2 separate regions of the Mus musculus genome follow, and region 1 is linked to region 2. The links are chromatin contacts, called in public HiChIP or PLAC-seq maps. All regions are on one chromosome and are shown on one strand. Each heading gives the region's core, a stretch centred on a gene start, on an enhancer-like site or on the middle of the called end of the contact. The rest is flanking DNA. Distances are from core to core; before and after follow the strand shown. Region 1 holds the start of Gprin3 (GPRIN family member 3). Region 2 overlaps Gprin3 (GPRIN family member 3).

What was found. HiChIP or PLAC-seq counts read pairs in DNA pulled down with a chosen protein or histone mark.
Region 1: a BATF HiChIP or PLAC-seq map of CD8 T cells shows a contact between it and region 2, with 14 read pairs. The contact joins the promoter of Gprin3 here to the enhancer-like site in region 2. A contact is called at or near these places in 5 of 39 promoter capture datasets (the 3T3-L1 cell line, 3T3-L1-derived adipocytes, liver and 1 more), 1 of 15 datasets of contacts at CTCF or cohesin (CD8 T cells), 16 of 484 Hi-C or Micro-C datasets (CD8 T cells, CD8 central memory T cells, Th1 cells and 7 more), 7 of 115 datasets of contacts at active chromatin or transcription factors (CD8 T cells, effector CD8 T cells, embryonic stem cells and 3 more) and 2 of 9 other capture datasets (embryonic stem cells and pancreatic islet).

The regions. Positions count from the first base shown.
Region 1 is chr6:59,424,349-59,427,902 of GRCm38.p6, forward strand. It overlaps Gprin3 (GPRIN family member 3), which reads right to left and starts at 1,958. Exons shown (of 2, transcript NM_183183.3): 1 at 1,812-1,958.
Region 2 is chr6:59,350,243-59,353,958 of GRCm38.p6, forward strand. Gprin3 (GPRIN family member 3) reads right to left here. Exons shown (of 2, transcript NM_183183.3): 2 at 2,219-3,716. The coding sequence ends at 2,787. Among named protein-coding and RNA genes, the nearest start is that of Gprin3, 74 kb to the right of the region's middle. Within about 2 kb of position 1,344, at least 9 of the 459 cell types and tissues checked have an H3K27ac peak or open chromatin away from gene starts, as enhancers often do. A contact at or near this core is called in CD8 T cells and cerebellar granule neurons, where this site is marked.

The DNA.
Region 1 (3,554 bases), core at 708-3,207, 75 kb after region 2:
AATACATCTTTTCTGGTATATTTCAGGCATAATCAAGAAAATTTTAGAGGAACCAATAATTATGCTGGGAAAGTCTTTTGAGACAACCAATCACTGAAATTTTAGTGCATCCTGTTGGAAGCTCACTTCCTCTCCAACCACAGTTGACCTGATTCAGTTAGTTCCTCAGCCCTCTATCCTGTGAGGGTGCCATGTTGTGCCATGCCATGTCCACAACAGTACTTGGTGATTAGGTCTTGGCACATCACAGCAGATCCTCATTTGCTGTGTCTCCTTGAGTCCCTGGTATGTTTCTGGAACTCCTTTTAATGACTGAACATCCTGTCTGGTGATAGGAGTGATGATTGATACGTTGTTTTCCTGTTTACAATCAATACAGTTGTTCCACTAAACACATGCACACACCCATGGGGCACACAGACTCGACCGAAACCAAACACATTCTCTGTGACTCTTTGTCAGAGAACATTATCTATGAATACTCTGTCCATTGGAGGAGAGCAATAGAGAAGACTTCTTTGCCCTGTGACTCATTATCTCTATTCCCACCACTGTTTCTCAGGGCAGGCCTATGGTGAACACCATGGGAAGAAAAGAATAGTTTATAACGAAAAAAATAGGCTCATTCAGGAGAGGTATGCTCAAAGCATTATCAAGGTAAAATATGCAGAAGTGCCAACAAGAGCAAACAAAAGCCCACGCAAGAGCTGTGTAAATATTTCATGAAGCTAAGCCTTAATCACTCTCTCTCCAAATCTTTCTGGTGGTGTAAACACTTCAGTTTCTTCCAGTCCTGTCATGACCCAGATTCCATGAAAAAAATATAAATAAATAAAATGAAAACATGGACCTACGGATCTCGAACAAAACTGTTGTGAAAACGGAAGGAAGGCAGCAAACACCTTCAGAAAGGTGGTTCCCAGCTGGATGGCTAGCTAAAGCTCCTTTCTTTCCCAACCCCTCTAGGCTTTTGCCTTTCCCCCACCTACTCAGCTGCTCTCACATCATCCCAACCTTGAACTGCCTACATGCAACCAGTGACCTCGCTTAACACCCCTTCAAAAGCCCTTGAACTCTGATGTGCCTAGGCTGCCTTTCCTCCACCTCAATCTACTTTCCAGTGTCTAAGACTCCTCTTTCCACTTCCCTGTTGCTGTGTACTAGAAGAACATGTCAGGCCTTTGTCATAATGTACCCGGAGACAGGTTTACCACTTCTACTTGCTACCATGATTGAATGTGGTTCCAAAGTTCACCTCTAGACACTGAACATGCTCTACAATGACTTCCCTTTATCATCCTCAGTCGACCTTCCTCGTCTCTCCCTTCCGACCTCATGAAGAAATATACATGCAAATGTATTAATAAATACACACACATACACACATATAATCGAGCATATTGAATACGACTAAGTTTTTACCTTACAGCAAATAATCATAGGAAAATAATAAAGAAGGCAATCACACACACACACCCTTCTTCGAGTATTCGTTGTGTGCATATCTTACTGATTAGGATTTCTAGCTCAGAAGCAGCAAGCGGCTTCTCTTTTTTTTCTTTTTACCTTTGGGTCAGAGCTTAAGGGAGTAATAACCTTGCAGAGATATACATCACCTGCAGGGCGCACAGCCCCTCCTGAGGAGCAGGGTGGCAGCAGCGGCTGGGGACCATAAGCAACAGGCAAAAGATCCACGAACAAATGTGGGACCTAATTCCTCCTTCACCAGCACAGGGACATTGCCAGGCTCCGGTCTCCAAGGCTGGCCACTGGGCCAGGTGGCCGCGGGGGCGGCTCCTTTCCGGGCTTACCTGCTCCGGTGGGGTGTCCCCCGCTGGGCCGCTGTCTGCGCGGTGCTGGGCTTCTAGTCGATTCCCAGCCCTGGCTCTGCCACACTGCTGCTGGGTGACTTGAGCAGTCCCCTGCAGCCAGGAGCCAGCTCTGCGCGATCAGGAACTGAGATTACTATGCCAAGAGCTGAGGCGGCGCTGCAGCGGGGCGGAGACCAGCAGCTTCTACGCTGGGCGGTGAGCCAGCAAGGAGGTGGAGTTCACGTGCGGGCAGATCCACGCCAGCTAGGCGCGCCCCTCCGCTGTGACCAGGCCCCAGTGGCTGAGTCCCGCCTGCACCCAGACAGGCAGCAGCCTCCCTGCGAGCTCCTACCCAGCCAGCCCTCGAGGCCCACAGCTCAGGGAGCCTAGCGCCCTGGGGGAGCTTAGGGGACTGGCTGACTGTGCCTCTGGTGCAAGGGAACCAGTGACAGATGGAAAGTTAAGATGGAGATTAGGGAAAAGGGCTGGGGACCCAGAGAGACTCAGCAGGAAGTCTGGCCCTCACTCCCTCTAGCAATTCACTATTCACTCTGTCTCTGTATAGAGTAGGTGGCTCCTCACAAAGTCTTGTGCAATGATATGAAAGCAAGCAGACAACAGGCGTTTACTATGTTGTGAAATGGACAATGTATTAAGTATTTAGAGTTGTCACTGCAAAATGTTCCGGTCCCTCTCCTGCATTACTAACTCCAAGAGTGTAGATGGCTTTGGAGACAGCCCCTTTGAGCTGCTGCTGCAACACTGTGAAGTCTACTGAGCTGCTGTAGATGGTGCTAAACAACACCACAAGAACTATTATAACTGAGTATTTGTTTGCAAAAATTGCAGCTATAATTCACACAACTACTTATTAAGGGGGTGTTACTCCTTTTTTTTAGAAACTGCTTGAGAGTGGGGTAGTAAGCAGCCTGGCTGGCATTCAAACCTCTCAGAGATATCATCTTTCAGCTACAACTCAGGGCTTACCTAGGGATTCTGTTGAGATGATGTTTGTATCAGAGCCCAAGGATCAGAGTTTTTGTTTGTTTGTTTGCTTGCTTGTTTGTTTTTAACAGATTCCCACCCAGGTCGTGCTGAACAGTCTCAGTCCTTAGGCCAGGGAGTTTAAATATGTTTCTTTGGTGTTGGTTGTAGCTACTTCCTAAAGGTGGATTAAGACAGATTTTCAGAAGTTATATATTCTCTCTTTAGCAAAGAAGTGGGAAGCAGTTCTCAAGGTTCCCTTTGGTTGAAGGAAGAAAGAAATGAAAAGGTTGCCAGTAGCCCTAGGTCATCCCTGAAATAGCTTTCTCAGAGGAGCGGCTGGAGTGTAAGAGCTGTTTCCAGGTTCTTTGCCTCTTAACCAAAGAGCTCAAAGTAAGGGCTCATACTGATTTGTAAACAGAACAAGATGACTTTGTGTGGAAGGAAGTGGCAGTTTGGAGTCCTAGGGACTACAGCCCAGCAGACCACATGAGTGAGTGTACCTAAGTCTAATTAGTGTTTGAGACTCCCTATATTAGGTTCAATAGAAGAAAGATCTGGTAACAAGGGGCAGGACTTGGGTGTCTATTTGATTGATAAATAGGTTTTATGTTCAGTTCTTCTACACACTATCTTTTCTTATACTACATCTTATTTCAATCACATACACACTTAGTTACTACATAATCAACGTCTCTCCTGCCATGTAAGGTAAGACACAGTGACAGGTCGCTATGATCAAGGAGTACATATGGTTTT
Region 2 (3,716 bases), core at 94-2,593:
GAAGAGCCAATATTGATAGTATTACAGAAGCCAGAGAACTTGAACCAGACCAATGATACATTGCAATAAACATTTGCAAGCAACGATGTGTGTACAGAGAGATATACTGTGGGACATATTGTGATGTACTACAGCTTCCATGATGAAAAGGTTTTTATGTTTTGTTTTATTTCTGTTTGTTTGTGTGTTTGTTTTCAGGGGAGGTGGCAAGGGTAGATGGCAGTTATGAGAGGAGAGGAAGATAAGTGGTGGAACTGGGGTACATGATGTGAAAATCACAAAGAATCCATAAAAAGTTTTTAAAAGAAAGAAAAAATTAATGATAGACATAAATAACTCTTAAACTAGTGTATGTCACACAGATAAAGCAAGAACAGTGATAGAGTGATATCGATCTATCTTGGCAGACAGAGCCTTTCAGGAAAGCCATTGTGTGCCTACCTGGATGAAGAAGACAGGAGGCCTCAGTGATATCCTGAAGGCTGGACTATGTGTCATGGACTTATGGAAAAAGAAAAAAAATTAAATAGGGTTTTACTATGTGAGTATCTATGGATAGGTACCATATGAACACCTGAGAAGATTTGCAGCTTAATGTATCCATTTGGAGAAGCAATTTCCACGGATTGTTCTCAAACCTCTCAATTTTGTAGGATGCAAAAGGAAAAAGCAAAAATCTATTTGTGCCATTTTGTGATGTTTCTAGAGTCTCTGTCCAAATGAAGAGTTTAGTTCTCATATCAAAGAAAACCAAATTTACTAATCAAATATTTCTTCTTAAGGTTTTCCTTTGAGAGGCACCATACCAAAATGAGCAGTTTTGATTTACTGAATTTGGGAAAGATGCCTACAAGTCTCTCAAGCTAAACAATCTAAGTATTGCATGTTTACTTTAAATCTGCAAACATTATTGCTGATTAGAATTATCTTTTCTCTCCTATTTGACCGTAGGAATAGCCCGTTGTAGCACTTTTTGACTAAGGATTCCTAGGGCGCACCATCTGGAGTGGACCCTGTGGACAGCTGCTCCTGTGTGCTTGTGTATACATGGTATGAGTGCTGACATGTGACAGAAGGCCTGGGTGTGTGTAAGTTAGGAGGCAGAAAAAAATCCTGGCAAAGGTGTGTGAGGCAAATAACTACTTACAGTAAAAGGGAGAGTTTTATTCTAAATCTCTAATCATTAATATAGCAATTTGATTGGTAATTTGACAGTAATTCCTACTTTATAAAGCATCCTTAATAGAAGCCAATTAGTAAGAAGCTGAAAATGTGCCTTATTAAGAAATTCATTATAAGTTCCAAGTATAACACTGTAATTATCATTCTCCAACTGGAAGGGTGCTGTCACCGTGGCCTACTTATGCAGCTACATACTCAGTTAAATTGCTCTTGTAGAAATCAAATGCAATGTAGCTCAGGATTCGGAGCACAGGTATAATTTTTATGTTTTTAATCTACAAAATAGAAATAAACTGAAAGAAAAACAAAACAGATATGTGGCTGTACCACTGATATTTGAGTCTCTAAAGTAAAAATAAGATACACGGCAGGTCCTGTTTTCTAGCTCATCAGGAGTGATTTTAGCAAAGGTTATTGCTCTTCCTTCCACATCTAAGTCTGAAGTGTTAACTGCAACCTTCAGATTAGCTTTGTGTAGACGATGAAGGTTGGGAGGAAGGCCTGCCCTAAACCTTCACCATGCTCCTTCTTCATCCTACCCCAGTGCACAAGCTGCTGCTGCCACCCCAACTCAGTGAGTCAAGGATGTTCCCATGCATGCCATTCCTGGAGAAACCAGTGAGGGAAGATGGCCACCCAAAGTTCAAACTGATTTCATGAAGACCTCTGAAGTGTAACAGCATGTCTCTTAAAAGTGATAAATCTGAAGCAATCTAGGTTGTACATTTAAGCAATCAGAACCTGTTAGCAGAGGACACACTTACAATACAAAATTTAACTATCCTCCTTAGTCTCATGACTCTAGTCACATACACTTCCTCTAGTGTAAGAAAATACCATTTTAATGTGGTCCAAAGCACAGGGATGCGCTTTGCATTTAATGCAGGAAAATGTGTACATATAAATTCATGTTTAGTATAGGCAGTATTCATATCTGGAGGTATAGGTAACTTTTCTAACAAGAACTTGTTCACATAAAAAGGGTTAGCTTTAGATGTCTATAGCCAGTTCATATTTGTTTTTTTTATACATTTTTGAATATTTTCATTTTATCTTATTTGTCCCTGGGATAACATACATTTGTTTTTCAAGTTTTCACATTAAGGTTCTTAAAAGCTACTTAAACATTTGTGGTTCTAGCATCCTCTTGTGGTACTTGCAACATTTTGTGGTACTAGCATTCTTACCTCAGTAATACCAGAAATTACCACAGTGTTGTTAGTAGTTGTTTTTGCTAGTTTTAGTGTAAAGCAGCTATTTTAGTGGAAATACCATCCTGTGATAGACTGAGGTGAAAATACCGAATGACTTCTGTGTATAAATAATGTCCTTAAAAACCACAGTGACGATCATTTCTTCTGAACTCGTGCAAGCTGTAAGCTTTGCTTCACTCTTGTATTCTATCAGTGGGAAACAGCATTTTATTTGTGGAAAACCCAACAATTCCTAATAGCTAATTTTTAAATCTAATAGTTGCGTTTACTCCTAGGTCTCTCAGAAAACAACGACAACAAACCTAAAACAAAACAGAAATCCAAACGTCTAAGCTTTGACACAAATAGACACAAGGAATACCACAGCTCGTACACTAGTGCAGTTCCCTTTTAGTCCAGCACAGAGGACGGAGCAGGGCGGACACAGCAGTTGGGGCGCCGGAAGTTTTGCAGCATGGACTGCAGAACACCATGTTGTCTCCCTTTAAGCTTCTTACTTGAAGAAGAATCTGAGGAAATTGATCTTCGAGTCTGGCCACTTTGTGTTTTAACTATCTTCTCATGTTCCCTAATTTGTCTTTGTAAATGGTTCTGGATGGCAACTCCCAGGGACTCTGGGTCCAAGGAAGCACCATACACCTCCCAGGTCATGCCCTGGTCATCCCACACCACATCCCTCACTCGCTTGGACTGTTTCAGATGCAGCTTGGAGTCTGCACCCAGCTGTTTCTTCTTCTCTCCAGGTGTGAGGCCCACCTGAGCAGCAGCTGCTGTCACACTGAGCTCCTTCAGGAACTCGCTGACCCGGCTGCCCCTGCGCGGGCTGGCCTTGACTGAGAGAGAAGGGGTCCTCTTACCTGAGCCTGGGCTCGAGTCACCTGTGCCATCTGATGGCAGGCTCAGACTCATGACTGTCTTGGGCTGCCTGAGTTCTTCCAAGGTGTTCTGTTGGCTCTTCCTCCCTGGGGAGGGTGCAGGACTGACCTCTGGTCCCTCACCTTCCTTTACCTGAGATTTAGGATTTAGCAATAGGGTTTTGGCATCTAGAGTGCTGGTGGCTCCAGGTGCATGGTCTTTCACGATAAGAGGAGACGCAGGCTTCTTGTCCTTTGCACCTTTTTTATCAGTGGGGTCCAAGCTCTCCGGGGGGTAGTCTTTGTTGGCACCTCCACCGGAGTTGGACGGTTTGCAGCTTGACTCTGCTTTGTGGTCTTTTGCAGTTTTCACTACAATTTCAGGTTCCCTGGGTCCAGAGTTCCACAACCCCTGATTTATCTCAGCTTGACTCCCTGCTGGGAGGGAAATCTGGCCAATGGCGTT